2 separate regions of the Ovis aries genome follow, and region 1 is linked to region 2. A link is a contact called in public Hi-C data. All regions are on one chromosome and are shown on one strand. The core of a region is the stretch at or near the end of the contact, and the rest is flanking DNA. Distances in the headings are between cores, read along the strand shown. Region 1 holds the start of GATAD2A (GATA zinc finger domain containing 2A). Region 2 overlaps GATAD2A (GATA zinc finger domain containing 2A).

Evidence for each region. Hi-C and Micro-C count contacts between places; a contact is called where the count stands out from the background.
Region 1: a Hi-C map of liver shows a contact between it and region 2, with 3 times the contacts expected there. The contact joins the promoter of GATAD2A here to the enhancer-like site in region 2. A contact is called at or near these places in 14 of 16 Hi-C or Micro-C datasets (blood, hypothalamus, liver and 6 more).

The regions. Positions count from the first base shown.
Region 1 is chr5:3,730,886-3,733,826 of ARS-UI_Ramb_v3.0, reverse strand. GATAD2A (GATA zinc finger domain containing 2A) reads left to right here and starts at 1,280. Exons shown (of 12, transcript XM_042249571.2): 1 at 1,280-1,443.
Region 2 is chr5:3,649,495-3,652,423 of ARS-UI_Ramb_v3.0, reverse strand. All of the region lies in intron 2 of GATAD2A (GATA zinc finger domain containing 2A), which reads left to right. Among named protein-coding and RNA genes, the nearest start is that of TSSK6, 21 kb to the right of the region's middle. Within about 2 kb of position 1,288, at least 14 of the 54 cell types and tissues checked have an H3K27ac peak or open chromatin away from gene starts, as enhancers often do. A contact at or near this core is called in liver and tail adipose tissue, where this site is marked.

The sequences.
Region 1 (2,941 bases), core at 31-2,530, 81 kb before region 2:
CTCCAACACTCAAACACTGCTTAGAAAAAACGCAGGGAGCACAGCTCTTCGGCAATTATTTAGTAAAAAGGATGAGGGGCCATCAGTTTCCTGCAATTTCTCTCTGGAGAGAGGAAGGGTGCTTTAAGTTCCAAGTTTCTTCTCTGGTGGAAGGAAGGACTTGCAAGTTGTGAATTTCCCGTTATCTTCAGAAATGAAGGCCAAGGACATGCAACACCCACTGCCCCTCACACCAGGGAGGAAGGCCAGTGGCCACCACTAGGGCTCAGAAAAGAGGCAGGGTATGTTCGCTAAATATTCTGCAGGAAAGGCAATGGGCCCCCCAATTCTCCTTAGTAAAGGGGGCAGGGGCCCGAATCCCTACACGTTTTCTTATAACAAAATCATTCTTATTCTCAGAAAAGCGGGCAAGGCAAGAATCGCTAAAACTCTTCTCAGAAGAGGGGCCAGGGGCAAGATTCCTCAAAGTTCTCCTCAGAAGAGGGTCGAACCCGTGACTCTAGTCAGAAGAGAGCCCAGGTCAACGAATCCCCTGGGGAACAAGAGCTGGCCACAGTTCGCCCAGAGTCCTTAGAGCGCGCCTCATGCGGCCCCGCCCACTGCCCGGCGTAACCGCTCCACGCCCGCCCGGCCTAAGCCGCCTCCGGTGCATTGTGGGTGGGGCGCCCCTGCTGAGCACTGCGGGGAACCCCCTGCCCAGACAGTTGTCGGCCGCTGGTAGCCGGGCAGAACCCCCCGCCAGTGTCCGAGCAGCCGACCACGGATTGACTCGTCCTCACGCCCCGCCCCTCGCGGTGTTCCTGCCCCGAAGCTAAAGCCCCGCCCCCGAAGCGCCCTGACTGGACCTGAGGTCCGCTCCACTCTCCCATTGGCACATCGCATGTCATTCATCTTGTCCCGCCTCCTCGGGCCCGCCCAAGCCCCCGGCGCGATCCCGAGGGCCAGCCGGCCCGTATGCTCATTGGCCGCCGAATGCTGTCCGTCACGAGACTGGCCACGCCCCCGCCGGGGCGCGGATCCCGGGAACCCTGGCCGGACCTCATTGGCCTGCGGCGCCGCCACTCGGTGAGACGTGCCTCAACCCGGAAGTGTGAGAGGCGAAATCTGCCTAGCAACCGGGGAAGCCGGGCTGCGAAGCGGGCAATTTCAGTGTGAGACGGAGCGGCGAGACCAAGCGGCGGCTTCGAGCGCTGCGCGGCGGCTCCTCCCGCCCGGGGTCAGCGCCCCGGCGCGCGCACGCGCACCCCCGCTGCCCGAACGCGCTCCGCGCCGCCCGCGCAGTCAGTCGGTCGATCGTCCGTCGTCCTGTCGCCGCCGCGGTCGCCGCCGCGGGCGCCACCCGAGGGAGCTGCCGCCGCGAGACCCAAGCGGACGGGATCCGACTTTGCCACCCCAGGCCGTCTGGGGCCCAGCAGCCGCCCGCAGAGGCGCCGAGCAACTTCGGTGAGTGAGGGGCGGACGCCGCTGGTGGCGGGTCGCCGGCTTCCGGTGCCCCGGGCTTCTCTGGGGCTTCCGCTTCTCCGAGGGGGCCGCTTCCATGCGTGGACCCTCTTGTCGCGGAACCTGCTTCTCTAAGGGACCCTGCCTCTCTGAGGGGGACCTCCCTTCCCTGAGGGTGCCCCATCTCTTTGAGGGACCTCCTGCTTCGTTAAGGGGCCCGTTTTCTGAGGGCCCCGCGTCTCTGAGACACCTCCTCTGAACTTCTCTAAGGGGACCCCTGCTTCCCCGAGGGGTTGCTTTTTATGTGGGACCGCCTCGCTTTCTGGGACCGACCCCCATCTTCACTGAAGGACCGCCACTTCTCTGAGGAGATAGCCCTGTTTCTAGGGGACCCTCCCCCTCAGTTCTCTGGGGGACCCCCACCTCTGTAAGGAGATCCCTGCTTCTCTGAGCTGTTGTCCCACTGTGTACCCTGTTCCTTTTTTGCCCTTGCTTTTTTGAGGCGTCCCCTACTCTTCATGGGTTCCCCTTCCCCCCTACCTTTCCGCGTTGCTCTCCCTGCTTCTCTGTCCCACTTCTCTGGGTGGCCTCCTCCTTTCCCCATGTGGCCCTCCTCAACTAATCTGAGGTGTTCCTACTTCTGTCAGAATCCTTCTTGGAGGTGTTCCCCACTTTTTTGAGTTGTCCCCACTTTTGATGGGACCCCTAACTTTTTGATGAGTACCTCCATTTTCTTGAGGGGGCCCACTACTCCAAAGTGCTCATATTAATGACTGGACCCTTATTTGTCTGAAGAAATGTTCCCCACTTTTCCAAAACAGTTTCCATTTTGTGGGGGACTCCTGCTGATCTATGGGTGCCGCAGGGTTTGGAGGGGTCCCTGGCTTCTCCAGAGGTTCTCTTCCTAAAATGAAATGTCCCACTTTATTAGGCTCCTCACATCCCTGAAGTGTGCCTCCACTCTTTCAAGAAACCCCCTCTCGGATTGAAGAGGGAATGAGTTTCTTCACTTCTCTGAAGGGTCCCCCTCCATTCCCAGGGGTTCTCCTTCCACTTGCCTGAGGACATTTCCCCTTTCCTAAGGTTTCCCTCCTGATTCTCTAATGCAAAAACTCTTTGCATTAAAACTCACTTTTCCTTTGAGACCCCGACTTCAGACCCCTGTTTCTGTTTTTGGTACTAAACTTCTCTCTGTTCTGGAAGGAGAGATCAGAAATATGCCCCTCCCACCTTCAGTCTTCTTTCTGGCCAGATTAGGGGTATTCTCTGAATTTTTACCTCAGCTTCAGGGGACCTGGAGGAATTTGTGGCTGGAAGGGAAATTGGGAGACAGGCAAAAAACAAAACGCTGTTTTCTCTTATCCTTTAAGGCCTGCTAGATTTTGGGGAGCAAGAGCTGTTGTCAGATGACAACTGTGGTTACTCCATGTTTGAGTCATGGGGCCACTACAGTGTTGTCAGGCCAGTGCAGAGACAGGATGGACAGGCCTGGAGCACTGTA
Region 2 (2,929 bases), core at 39-2,538:
CACACCCCTAAACGGTTAGCAACTACCTGCCTCTCCTCACCCAGCTGGGGCCAAAAGATGGGGGCAGGAGGGAGGGTTCTGGCAGGAACTGGTGGCTGCCAGCCCTGCTTCTCTCCCCCTGCTTAGCCCCGAGGAGCAGTTTGTTGTCCTGAGGCCTCATTGGGCCCGCAGTTGTCCCCGACTTCGTGTGTGCAGGCATCTCAGGGATCTTAGAAAAACGCAGGCTTTGGTCAAACAAGTCTGGGGCAGTAATGTCCTCTGGTGAAGCCGGGTGGGCGGTGGTCTGCTCCCGCGTGCCCCTGTCCCTCCTGGCTGACCCTAAAGACAGAACTGCTGTTATCCAGGGGTTTCTCCCCGCTGCTGGACACGGCACCCACTTCTTAGGTTGGCTCCCAGCAGCTAGGAGGGAGGGAGAACATGGAGGCATGGGTGTGGGTCAAGCGCACCTTGCCCAGACATCAGGCAGGCGCGTATGGAGAACAGCAAAGGTCAGGGCTGCGCTCCCTTGGTGGAAACGGCTTCCCCTGGCACAGGCCCGTGAGACACTCGGCGTTACCCCGCACTGACCACTGCTGGGTAAGCACCTGGGATGGTGGTGCGGTGAATGGAGGGATCTGGTTGTAAGTTAAGTTTTAATCTCCAGGGAACTTGACGGAAGTTCCGGGCATGTAACAGAATTTTTGTTTGTTTAGCCTCGGCTGGCATTCAAGGGAGGGAGGTAGTGAGAACGTTTTCACGAACAGCCTGGCTTGCTTCCAGGTCACGTAAAATCTCTTCTGATCATAATAATTTATATCAGGATTCCCAAGATGGGCGGGCTAGGCTTAATGCATTTGCCCTGAAATCATAGCTTTCAAATAAATGTGGTGCCCTGGCAGCCTCCCTGGACCGAGATAATATACACGGCCACTACACTGCTTCCCTGGCATGTTGGCCTAGATGGTTTTATAATTTAGAAAACGTTTTTTTAGGAAAAGAATGCCCACGATAATTTTGAGCCTTTGTCAAATGAGTATCCTTTTCCTTGAATTAAAAGAGCTCGCTGGGAAAGTTCTGAGAAACTTGAAGTACCTTTGTGTTAAAATTGAGCTTTAGGAAAGTTTTCCTTGTTGGAGACTAGTGGGGGCTGGTGGCGCTTCTGCGTTCGGAAGAGGCGACCCAGGTCCCTGTAACAAGCGAGCAGTCCCCTGTGGGCCAGGGCCACTCAGGAAGTGCCTGCAGCCCTGCAGCCCCAGGGCGAGCTGGCGCCTCCATTTCCTGACAGCACCTGAACCCTACCTCACTTCTCAAAATGAAGGCTGCATGTCACAAACTGGTTAGAACTGGCTGTTGCCATGGTTTTCACGTTGGAAGGCACAGTTAAAGGGTCACATGACCAAAGAGGGAAATGCCTTTGTCACATGACTTTTTGGTGGCCTGATTAGCATACAGGAAGTTCACTCCCTGCTGGCTGCTGGGATGCTGAGTGATCACTGATGGGAGGTGATGTCATCTCTTGGACGAGTTATTGATTAGTCTCGGTCCAAGATGGGACCTAGGAGAGCTCTGGTCGCAGTGGTCATCTTAGGCAGCTTCAGCTCCATGTGGTCCAGCCCCTAACCCTGCCCTCTTCCCTCAGGCAGATTTGAGCTGTATTAGGCATCTCACCTTGGAGATGGGCACATGCTCCACGAGATGGTAAAAAGTGATAAATCCCTGTAGGTTACCGTTGGCCCCGTTCGCTCTTGCTCAGGAAGCACCGGCAGTCTGTAACTCTAGACTTGGTTCTGCCGAGGCTGCTGCTCTGCTGTGTGGCCGCCTGGGAGCCTGCCTGGGCTGCAACCAGCGGCTGCAGCTCCCGTGCCAGAGCCTTGTGTCTGCTCAGTGCCTGTGCGCATGCCCACAGAACCTGGGTTGGAGCCCCGGGGTCATCTTTGATGTGTATCTTGGGCAGAGTTGGCAGCCAGCAGGGAGACACAGACTTGAAAGAGTTCCTGAACTGCATTGGTTTTTGGTTTGTTGAGGCCCTAGTGAGACATCTTGGGTTATTTTATAGACAGCCAGCCAATTCCTGGACTTGAAAATGTGGGCTGCTAACCCCAATGAGGGAGTTCTGTACCTTGAAATGGGCGCCTCCTGATCGCTCGTGGAAGCCCACCCAGCAGCTGTACCTGTGGTGGTTCCATCGCATCAGGGCTGCGCTTGCTGCAGTGCAGCGGCTGTGCTGCTCTGAGAGCTGAGATGAGGGTGGGCCAAGGGAGAGCGCTGCGGGTTGAGGGGTTGGGGGAGTCAGTGAACCCGGTGTGTGGTCCTCTGTGCACCCCCCTTCCCTGAAGGCATAGCTCGCTCTGGGAGTGGAAAGGGCAGTTCGGTGGGCTGTTAAAATACCGGTTTCCCATCCCTAACTCTGCTTCCCCACTCAGCTGGAAGGAATGGGACAACTTTGAGTTGTTGTTACTGCTCCCAGTTAACTTAGCCGAGTTTGTTCTCTGGGTCATAGTGCCACCTAGCGGGCGAATTCAGCCCTTGGCTGGCTTTCCTGCTGATTGCATTCTTTCAACACAGATGCAGAGGCTAGATCTTAAGGGAGAGTTTACATTATGTCCTCAGCAAACAGAGCTGCTTGGCTTGGCGCTAAGCACTGTCTCTGAGACCCGTTGGTCCTTATATATGTGGTCAGCAATGCCATTAGCGGAAGCCTAGCACTTCATGGGAAATAGATGGGGAAACAGTGTCAGACTTTATTTTTTTGAGCTCCAAAATCACTGCAGATGGTGACTGCAGCCATGAAATTAAAAGACGCTTGCTCATTGGAAGGGAAGTTATGACCAATCTAGACAGCATATTGAAAAGCAGAGACATTACTTTGCCAACAAAGGTCCATCTAGTCAAGGCTATGGTTTTTCCAGTAGTCATGTATGGATGTGAGAGTTGCACTGTGAAGAAAGCT